Regions from separate parts of the Ovis aries genome. Here region 1 is linked to region 2. The links are chromatin contacts, called in public Hi-C maps. All regions are on one chromosome and are shown on one strand. Each heading gives the region's core, a stretch centred on a gene start, on an enhancer-like site or on the middle of the called end of the contact. The rest is flanking DNA. Distances are from core to core; before and after follow the strand shown. Region 1 holds the start of SERINC5 (serine incorporator 5). Region 2 overlaps SERINC5 (serine incorporator 5).

The links. Hi-C and Micro-C count contacts between places; a contact is called where the count stands out from the background.
Region 1: a contact with region 2 is called in a Hi-C map of tail adipose tissue, with 1.7 times the contacts expected there. The contact joins the promoter of SERINC5 here to the enhancer-like site in region 2. A contact is called at or near these places in 2 of 16 Hi-C or Micro-C datasets (both in tail adipose tissue).

The regions. Positions count from the first base shown.
Region 1 is chr7:11,185,478-11,190,609 of ARS-UI_Ramb_v3.0, forward strand. It overlaps SERINC5 (serine incorporator 5), which reads right to left and starts at 3,138. Exons shown (of 12, transcript XM_060418823.1): 1 at 2,984-3,138. The coding sequence starts at 3,010.
Region 2 is chr7:11,136,474-11,141,079 of ARS-UI_Ramb_v3.0, forward strand. It overlaps SERINC5 (serine incorporator 5), which reads right to left. Exons shown (of 12, transcript XM_060418823.1): 2 at 844-1,005. Among named protein-coding and RNA genes, the nearest start is that of SERINC5, 50 kb to the right of the region's middle. Within about 2 kb of position 2,673, at least 7 of the 54 cell types and tissues checked have an H3K27ac peak or open chromatin away from gene starts, as enhancers often do. A contact at or near this core is called in tail adipose tissue, where this site is marked.

The sequences.
Region 1 (5,132 bases), core at 1,888-4,387, 49 kb after region 2:
TAAAAATCCAACTGATAACTGGCCATCTCTATTTAACTTCTAATAGGCATTTCAAATGTAACAAAGCCAGAAGAAAACGATGGGTTTTTCTTGCCAAATATCCTCCTTCCTCACCTCAGTGAGGCACTGTCATCTATTCAGTTGCCTGGGTCACAGACAGAATCTCTTATTTCCACATTCCACTTCTAACCCATGCAAAAGTCCAGCTCTACCTCTAAAATATTCCCAGAAGCCAACACCATCCCACCGTCAGCAGATTGCCAGGATTCAAGCTCCACCAGGAAGGATTCTGGTTCACTGCTGAAGCCTAGATCACTGCTCACACCCAGGAGGAGGCGGTTTAAAAGCATTCACTGAATGGACGGTTCTGACTGCTCTCACCTCCACACTAGTCCCTGACACACTCAAATCTTCATGGCACCCAAAATGATCTTCTAAGTGTAAATCAAGCCACAGTTCTCACCTGCTCAAAATTCCCCAACAACCTTTCCCTGTAAGAGAAATAAACCCCAAATCCATCGGTGACTGACCCCACCTGGCCCTACCTGCCTCTTTACCTCATCTAAGACACTCCAGCCTCCTGGACTCTTCCAACACCTCACTGTTCCTCAAACACCCTGGAAGGCTCGCTACCCAGACCCTCACATGGGTGCCTCTCCATCAGTCTCAATTCCAAGGGCATCTTCTCAGACAGACTTCCCCAACAACCCTACAGAGGCCGCTTTGCCCACCAGGACCTGTTACAGTATCAGTATTGTTTACTGGTTACAGTATATTATTGTTTCATTGCTCCAATGTTTATATAACGCCACCCCATCCCCGCCCCAGCAGGACCAACCACTGAGGGCAGAGATGATGTCTGTCTGGCTCACTGCCCTATCTCCAGCTCTTAGCACATAGTAGGTGCTGTGATATTGTGATATAATCAGGAATATTTATTTGGTCTTCTACTTGGGTATGGGAGGCCCAGAGACTTAATGCCAACAGCTGAATGCTGAAATGTGCAGGGTGCCAGACAGGGAGGAGGGTGGTGTTGCGGGATTAGGCCCCTAGCCTGGGGGATATCTGACATCCAGGTAATGTCAGAATTAAACTGTATTGTTGTACATCCAGTTAATATCTGGGGAGTTGGGGAACTGACTGGTGTGGGGTGGGGGGTGGTGGGGTCCGTAAATTGATGTCAGAAGTGATGTAAGTAAAAACAGTGCACATGTGCTCAAAAAAGTTGTAAGGATTTCTAGACTTAGATACTTTCTGATGGTGCTGTTTTTTTAATGTAAACTTAACAGTTTCATTCATATGAAATCATAGAGTCATCACCCGCCTCCTAGCGTTGAGACCCACCACAGTGAAGCCTCAAGCAGTCCCAAGAAAGAAGAAGTTAACTTCCCTGTGATGAACAGCCAGTATTTGGTTCTTTCCAAAGTCCTGAGAAGGGGATTTTAGAAACAAGTCATAAAACCCTGCCAAAATATCAACCATACCAATAATTCTTTTACAAGACCCACTTGAGTACTGGCAATAATTTTCTGAGCTCTAAATTACCCACTAGGAGCCACAGAAAGCCTCAAGGGGCTTTCAAGCGACTGGGGACAGGTGCCTCGAAATATCATAACCTAATCACTGTATAATGAGGGGTCATCTCAAAATGGAACTCCCTCAAAACAACCACAATGAACTATTTGCAAAGCCTTCTTGAGATCTGGAATATTCTGAAAGCCGCCTTCTGAGGTCCACTTTGGTCTCCAGTGCCCTCTTGTCACTTCGCCTGACTGAGGGCAAGTCATTCCACCTCAAGTTAAAAAACCTCAATTTCCTCATCTCTGAAAAGACCAGCCTGAATGCATGCCAAGGACAGTATTAGACCTCAAAAACCCAAGCGATAACTTCTCACAGGGCCACTGCAAAGAGGTCGGATTATCTACCAGTCTAATCGGTGGCTATACAGAAACCCACAGCTTAGCCCCTGCATCCCTTACGGGCTGGCCTGATTATCGCAAGGCTGAATGTACCAGCAAGCAGCGACAGCCGGGCTAGACTCACTGGAAAAAAACGAACTATTAAAACTCTGTAAAGAAATGTCGATAATCAACATGTCTGAGAAGGTGGGAGCGCAACGCCTGGCAGATTTTACCTACTTCTTCCTTTCTAACTCTGCAAGAAGGAATGAAAGCAGGGCTAAGGGTTAACACCTACTACCAATTCTGCCCTGACGTACTGCCAACCCGTAGAAGACGCCGATCCCAAGCGGGCACAGGTGTTTTAAGATCTCGGGAGTTTAATAGGCGAGAGTTACAAACAAGCTCGGGCAAGTTCATAGCTGAAAGGGGGATGAGAACGCTCGAGGTTCCTACCCAGGCGGCGCGTTCGTGTCCAGCCAGGGTTGGGTCGGGAAATTCAACAAACAGGGCTGACTTCCCAGCGCCGAGACCTGAGCCCTGCGGTTTGGAAAGCAGGCTTCTCTGTTCTCGAATGAACAGAGCCAGGGTTCTGGAGCCCTGGGAGATGTCAAGCGCAATACGCCTGAGCCAAACGAGCCGAGTTTCGTTCAGGGCATGGTAGAGGAGTGGTTGCCCAAACCCACGTCTTCTCCTGGATTCACGGGGCTGGCAGAGCCCGGTGGCCTACGGAGCTCGGCTCCACACACTCGTGCCCTGGAGAGTAGGCGACACGCTCCAGAAACAGTCGGCACCTTCCGCCCGAACCCTGCCTGCCCCGCCCTAAGCCAAGTTCCTACCTAACGCCCAACGAGAAGACCTCGGGGTCACCTCTCGGGCTGCCCCCCGTGTGCCCCTGGTCCGCCCGCCGAAGCAGAGGGTTTCCCTGACGGCTGAGCGCCGGGCTCCGGCCCGGGGCACTCACCCAGGCGGCGCGGGGTCACCCGCCCCACTTTCGGCGGCGGAGGCGGGGCGCACACCCAGGGAAGCCCGTAGTGCCTCGGGCTACTGGCCAGGTTTCCACCGATCTGTCTCCCTCTTCTCACCTGGCCCGCACAGCACCGCGCTGACATAGCAGCGGCCGACCACCACCACCCGCGCGCTCGTCCGCTTGCAGCTTCGCTCCGGCGCTCCTGGCTAGCTCCGGCAGCAAGCGTCCGTCCGCAGACCGCTCACACCTCCACGCCGCGCAGCCCCAGCTGAGCTTGGGGGACCTAGGCCTGGGTGAAAACAACCTCCGCCAAACCCCGCCCCTCGGCCCAGGCCCCGCCCCTCGGCCCAGGCCCCGCCCCGTCAGGCCGCCACCGCCCGTAGCCCCTCCCTGTTCCCGCCCCTTCCCGGGGCACCGCCTCCGAACTCCATCTCCCCCGGCTCGCACTTCCGCTGGCGTCAAGCAGCAGGCAGTGGTCATCACTTCCCGGTCCTGCGCTGGACTGCGAAGTCCGACCGCCGACAGGCTGGCCCGGCACTCTCGGTCCCCAGCCCTGAAGGGAGCAGCGCCCCCAATCCGCGGCTCCGGTGGAAGAGCTGGTTGCTGACTCCAATAAAGCCTTTTGTGAATGATTCCGAGTGCCCTGCACTGAACCGGCGCGATAGGGATGGCCGGGTGCTAGTCTGTGCTCGGCCTCGCCCCGAACTGGTGTATGCACGGGATGCCTGTTTCAGAAGTCCCTTTATCTTCTTCATCTCCCAATAACATTTCTCAAACTTTGGTAAGATTCCCTCTGCCCAAGCTACGAATCCCTGGTCACTTTGCTGTCTTGGCATGTTACCATGGCACCTTAAGGGATCCAGAGAGGACCCTTTCTGTGCTTCCCTGTTTTCCAGTCTCTCCGCCACCCATAGGAGACCGCATCCGCGCCCAGGGATTGGTTTGCATTCCTCCTTCCTCTCTGGCTTCCCAGGTGGTTCAGAGGTAATGAGTTCACCTGCCAATGTAGGAGACACAAGGGGCGCCGGTTCAGTCCCTGGGTGGAGGAAGACCCCTGGGAGGAGGAAATGGCAACCTGTTCCAATATTCTTGCCTGGAAAAATCCCTTGAATAAAGGAGCCTGAAGGGCTACGTCCATGCGGTCACAAAGAGTTGGATGCCAGTGAGCACAGATATTTGTGACATGCAGAAAGAGTTCTCCCTACCTAAATCTCCTCGTGGCCACTTCCCCAAGAAGAGGAATTTCTGTTAGTGCAAACTTTGCACCAAATTCCTTTCATTTCTTAAAATAAGGATTATTCTCTATTTTAGAAATGGGGCGACTGAAGCTCAGGCAATTTAAATAACCTGCCCAAAGTTTAACAGTAAAGCTGAAAAAAACAATACAGGGACTGGGAGGCACATGTCTGATCCCCTGGGACATGACACAAATCTGACCTTTGCCTTTGGCAAAGTAGTGTCTGTCGGCAGTTGAGGAGATGGAAAGTAAGAGAAAAGTCCATGGGAACCAATGCTTGGATTATGAGCAGCACAGACTCTTCTAGAATTGAGACAGGCTTCCAGAGTGCTTGCACCTGGACAACCTTCTTGAGCAGTAGGATACAGGGAAATTATAAGTGACTAAAAATAACTGCACCCATGCTCAGTTGAGACAACCTTGAGCAAGAGGATACAAAAAAAGCCACAGACTACAAGTTTTTGAGGTGCCAGGAGCTAACGCAGGGTACTATGCATGATCCCTGTACACTGCACCACCAAAGGGGTAGACAGACATAGTAAAGTACCTAGCAGGGTACTATGCATGATCCCTGTACACACCACCAAAGGGGTAGACAGACATAGTAAGGTACCTGTACACGTGCTCAGTCCTGTCTGACTCTGTGCACCCCTATGGAATGTAGCCCACCAAACTCCTCTGTCCATGGGATTCTCCAGGTGAGAACACTGGAGTGGGTCACCGTGCCCTTGGCCAGAGGATCTTCCTGGCCCAGGGAATGAACCCACATCTCTTACATCCCCTGCATTGGCAGGTGGGTTCTTTATCACTAGTGCTGCCTGGGAAGCCCATAATAAGGTTAACCTTTTGCCAAACCCACTCCTCCATCCCTATTGTTACACCAGTCAAGGACACACGCAGCTTCCCTCCAAGAGCTCGCAAGGGTACCTGTTTCTTGCTTCTATTCCCTGGTGATGAAACTGTTGTTCAGTAGCCCAATTTTGTCTGATTCTTTGTGACCCCATGGACTGCTGCACGCCAGGATCCC
Region 2 (4,606 bases), core at 1,423-3,922:
TTCCCTGGCTCAGGTGGGGTCCCCAGGTGGGTTAAGTCTGACTCAGTTTTGGGGTTCAGTAGTAGGAAGCCCACTTCCTTGCAAATATGAGTCATGCTGTCTTATACCAGCTTTTTGGGAGGGATAAAAGTGATGTTTGTATCTACCTGCTGACATTGTAGTATTTTTTGTCAGTTTATTCAGAACCTGAGAAGGGAAGGATGGTGTTATTTATTGGGCTCCCTCAGAATCCCCAACTCAACCCCTCATCATCAGGCCCATTATGAGGAAACTCCAGAAAAAGGTCCTATATGTGTCTCTCTCAGAGTCACATACCAGGGATACCTTGCAGATACTGCCCAGGCAATGACTGGAAGAAAATCTATCCTTCACCCTTGGAAACATCCACCCTACAAGTGACATGTCCAGAAAAGGAAAACCCGCCCTGTAGCCCACTCCTCATTATGTGTGGGCTGGTCTAGGCTTTACCACACTGGCCACATTAAGTGTTTATATAATAGCTGCTGGAGACACTGGCAGTCATCCTTAGGACAAGGGAAAAGTACAAAAGCCTACAAGGAAAGACTACACATCTAATCAGCCATCAGCAAAGCTAAGACAACACATACAATCTTCTCCACCAAGAGCATCAGAAGGCATCTGACCTACCACTAAAGATCAAGATGGGGAAGGGTTTGCCCGCTTAGAGAGAAAGCATTGAAGAGGCTTCAGCAAGGCTTGGGGAGAGCAGGTATAACCCCAAACCACCCCGGGTGGCTGGGCCCCATGCTCTACACTGAATGCTTCCCACACCCCCTGATTAACCATCGCCGGTGATGGGCAGAGTGGACGGGGCTGACTCACGTGCTCCCTCATCTGGTTGGCCACGGTGTCGGACATCATGACGCAGCAGATGATGACGACCAGGATGAAGTAGAGCGCGTACATGAAGCGGGTGCTCCGGGACTGGCGCACCTTGGGGCCACAGCAGTAGGAGCAGCCGGCGTTCCCACAGCAGCAGGCCAGCTAGGAAGGAAACACAGAGCGTCTTCTCAGAGCCTCTCCTTTATAGACCTACTGAGCCCAGGCCTCTGCAGGTGAGCTCCCACCCATAGGACGTGTGTGAACAAAGCTGTCGCCAGGACTGGTCTGACATTGTCTTTAATAAACATGGTGAGGCTTAGGAGATGTCCAATAGCTAAACAGAAAAGGCGCCCTTCACCCGAAGCACTGTGATCACTCAGACAAAAACAATCAGGGAAGAGCACAAGAAGCCAAGAACTAGAAGAAGAACTAAGGGAAGTGGGAAGGATGGGAAAACCAAGAAGCTGAGCCCAAGAAAGAGACGTGTCAAAATCCATAGCCAAAGAAAGAACTGCATGCATGGTGGGGGTGGGGGCGGGGGCCGGAGGAGGGGGCTGGGGCCGGGCGGAGGAGGGGGCGGATTACCACGAACAGGAAGCACAAAAGACACAGGCGCCTCTCAGAGATTCACACAGGAAGGGTGGGCCTGAGGCTAATGAGTGGGCAGGACTGGGCTTTATCGGTCAATGCAACTGGACATAATTTGACTTGAGAATATTAAATAAAAACAGGGACTAAGTTTTCAGGTTTGGGTCTGGAGTTAAGTTTTCTTGAAGAGTTTTTTTTTTTTTTTTTTTTTTAAGAGTAGTTTTAGGTTTTACAACAAAATTAAGGGGAAGGCACAGCGATGTCCCGTATGCCCCCTATTCCCACACAGGTACAGTCTCTCCCACTGTCAATATCATCGACCAGAATGGTACATTAAAAAAAATTTTTTACCAAGGATGAACTTGCACTGGCACCTCAAAATCACACCAAGTCCATGGTTTACATAAGGCTCCATTCTCGGTGTCCTGTACGTTACGGGTTTAGATAAATGTCCAATGACATCGATCCATCATTACAGTATTAAGAGTATTTTCACTGCCCTAAAAGGAAACTATTCTTTAGTAACCACCGGGCAAGAGAACACAGCGTTGTTACAAGCTCAAAGTATTCAGCCAGCCTGGATTTGGGACCTGGCTCTGCAACCTATTAGCTATGAGCCCCAAGCAAGTTTCCTTACTTTTCAAGACTCAGACTCCTCATGTATTAGAGTACGGGTGGTAACCTACTTAATGTACTGCTGGTCTCTTGGATAACCTAATCAGACATACCTGGTTTTAGGGAGGAATTTGCTCTTTAGTAAATAGAGAATAATACAAAAGAGATTACCATAAACTACAAATGACCACCAAAACCTATGTGTTTTAACACTATATATAAAAACCTAACAATGTAATCTTTTGATCATGATTTAGCAGGAAGTTCAGAGTTTTGCGCGGCTTCAAAACAAGCATCAGTTAGAAGGCTACACTATAAACATCACTTATGGTAAGAAGAGATCACGGGAGTAAGATGACAACAGGCTGTAATCATCAGGACAGATCTTGGAAAGATACACATTTCCCAGATTATTTAATCTACTTCATGAAATCGCTGTTGTTTAAGCCCTTTGTCATTCTGCACTATTTCATTACTTGAAATGTCCTAATGTGCCCTTTCCATCTTACATGCAGTTTTCTAAGCCATTTTCCTCAAGACTCTTCTTGCCTCATAAGGCTGGGCCACTGCTTTGCAAGATCAGCTCCTCTACCGGGCTGAGCTAACAGATCACACAGCAGAACCCTAACTCCGCTGCCTTTATGGTGTTCTTACAGGCCACCTTCCTTCACAGTTCACTCGCCCACGGTCTCTGTCTTTGATTTGCTGATCCCTTTCCACTCATATGCCCCAATTTTTCTTTTCTCTCCCTCGCAGCTCCCTCTTTTCTCCTCCCACTGGCCTAGCTGGCTCCTCTCCCAGCCCTGCCTCCCTCCTCTGCCTCTCAAATTCCTTCCCAACTGCCTCATTCACTGGTTGCTAACTCTTTAAGCTCCATGGTCTTAGATAACCAGTTTTACTGTCTTTCAAATTCAAATGTGATCAAATATTTATCCTACATGGAAAAAGAAATATTTAGAAGCAGATGATACATACCATGACATCACTTACCCAAAGCAGAATCAACCTTTATACTTAACTGTCTCCGCAGAGGGAAAAATGAACAGATGCAGATATAATGTGAGCCTAATCGATCATTTAAAGACAGATGGTAACAGAGGAATATGATTATGGAAAATGAAGAGAAAATCATATTGGTTTAATCCTATCATTTTTAAAGTCACGTAGCATTGTATAGACCTAATTTTTTAGTTGGAAAATGAAACTATTTCCTGCCATATCAGTAAACAAGTATGTGACAGTCATCCGCAACTGCAGTCTCCACGTGAGCCAGGAGCTCTGAGGACACTCAGGATGTGAAAACACGAGAAACTTGCCCCAAAGAGCTGAGATCTATATCAAAGGAACAATTTCAATGAGACCCAACTCGCGCATCTCCCCACACATAGCAAAGTGCCAAACTTCTGGGGACAGTAATCTTCTGATATTCAGACTGCGTGCCCTTTGTTGCAAAGTGAGTTGAGTGAAGTCGCTCAGTCGTGTCCGACTCTTTGCGAGCCTGTGGACTGTAGCCCACCAGGCTCCTCCGTCCATGGGATTCTCCAGGCAAGAGTACTCGAGTGGGTTGCCATTTCCTTCTCCAGGGGATCTTCCCGACCCAGGGATCGAACCCAGGTCTCCCACATTGCAGGCAGACGCTTTAACCTCTGAGCCACCAGGGATGTCTTTGTTGCAAAGCTGCTATATATCCTAGCTTCCCCTTACCTCCTCAGAGCAGGTTCTCAGAACTATCTGAAATGCTGTCTCCTAGGCTACAGTCCTCATTTTGCCCCCAAAGAAAACTTAAATGGCAACTCTCATTTTGTGCGTTTTTTTTAATCAACAAAGTTCTCCTTATTTTTCACTTTCACTCTGTATATGGTATTTATGTGTATATACATATGAGTTTCCCTGGTGGCTCAGTGATAAAGAATCCACCTGCAATGCAGGAGATGCAGGTTTGATCCCTCAGTCCCCTAGAGGAGGAAATGGCAATCCACTCCAGTATTCTTGCCTGGGAAATCCTATGGACAGAGCAGCCAGCTGGCTATAGTCCATTGGGTCACAAAAGAGTCAGCTATGACTTAGCAACTAAACCACCACCATACACACACACATACATATAGATAGATAGGCAGATATAGATGTGTGCACATATATACACACACACGCCTATTATTAGAATCAAATAGCAGAGCTCTACTAGCCTACAAGTTATTTATCAATGAAAACTAGGCCAATCACAAACAGTAAAAGTGTACTACGTGCATGCTAAGTCACTTCAGTCATGTCCGACTCTTTGCAACCCCACGGACTGTAGCCTGCCGGGCTCCTCTGTCTGTGAGATTCTCCAGGAAAGAACACTGGAGTTGGTTGCCATGCCCTCCTCCAGGAGATCTTCTTGACCCAGAGAAAAAACCCCCGTCTCTTACGTCTCATTATCTTAAGCTATCATTGACATGGAAGTGGAAATTCAAAACAGCATCCATGAAAGTACTGTTATGTTAGCATCAGGGAAAATCTCACAGCCCTGCTGACTTACCCCTTCCTTCTGGAAGAGTATAATTTATAAAATGGGTTT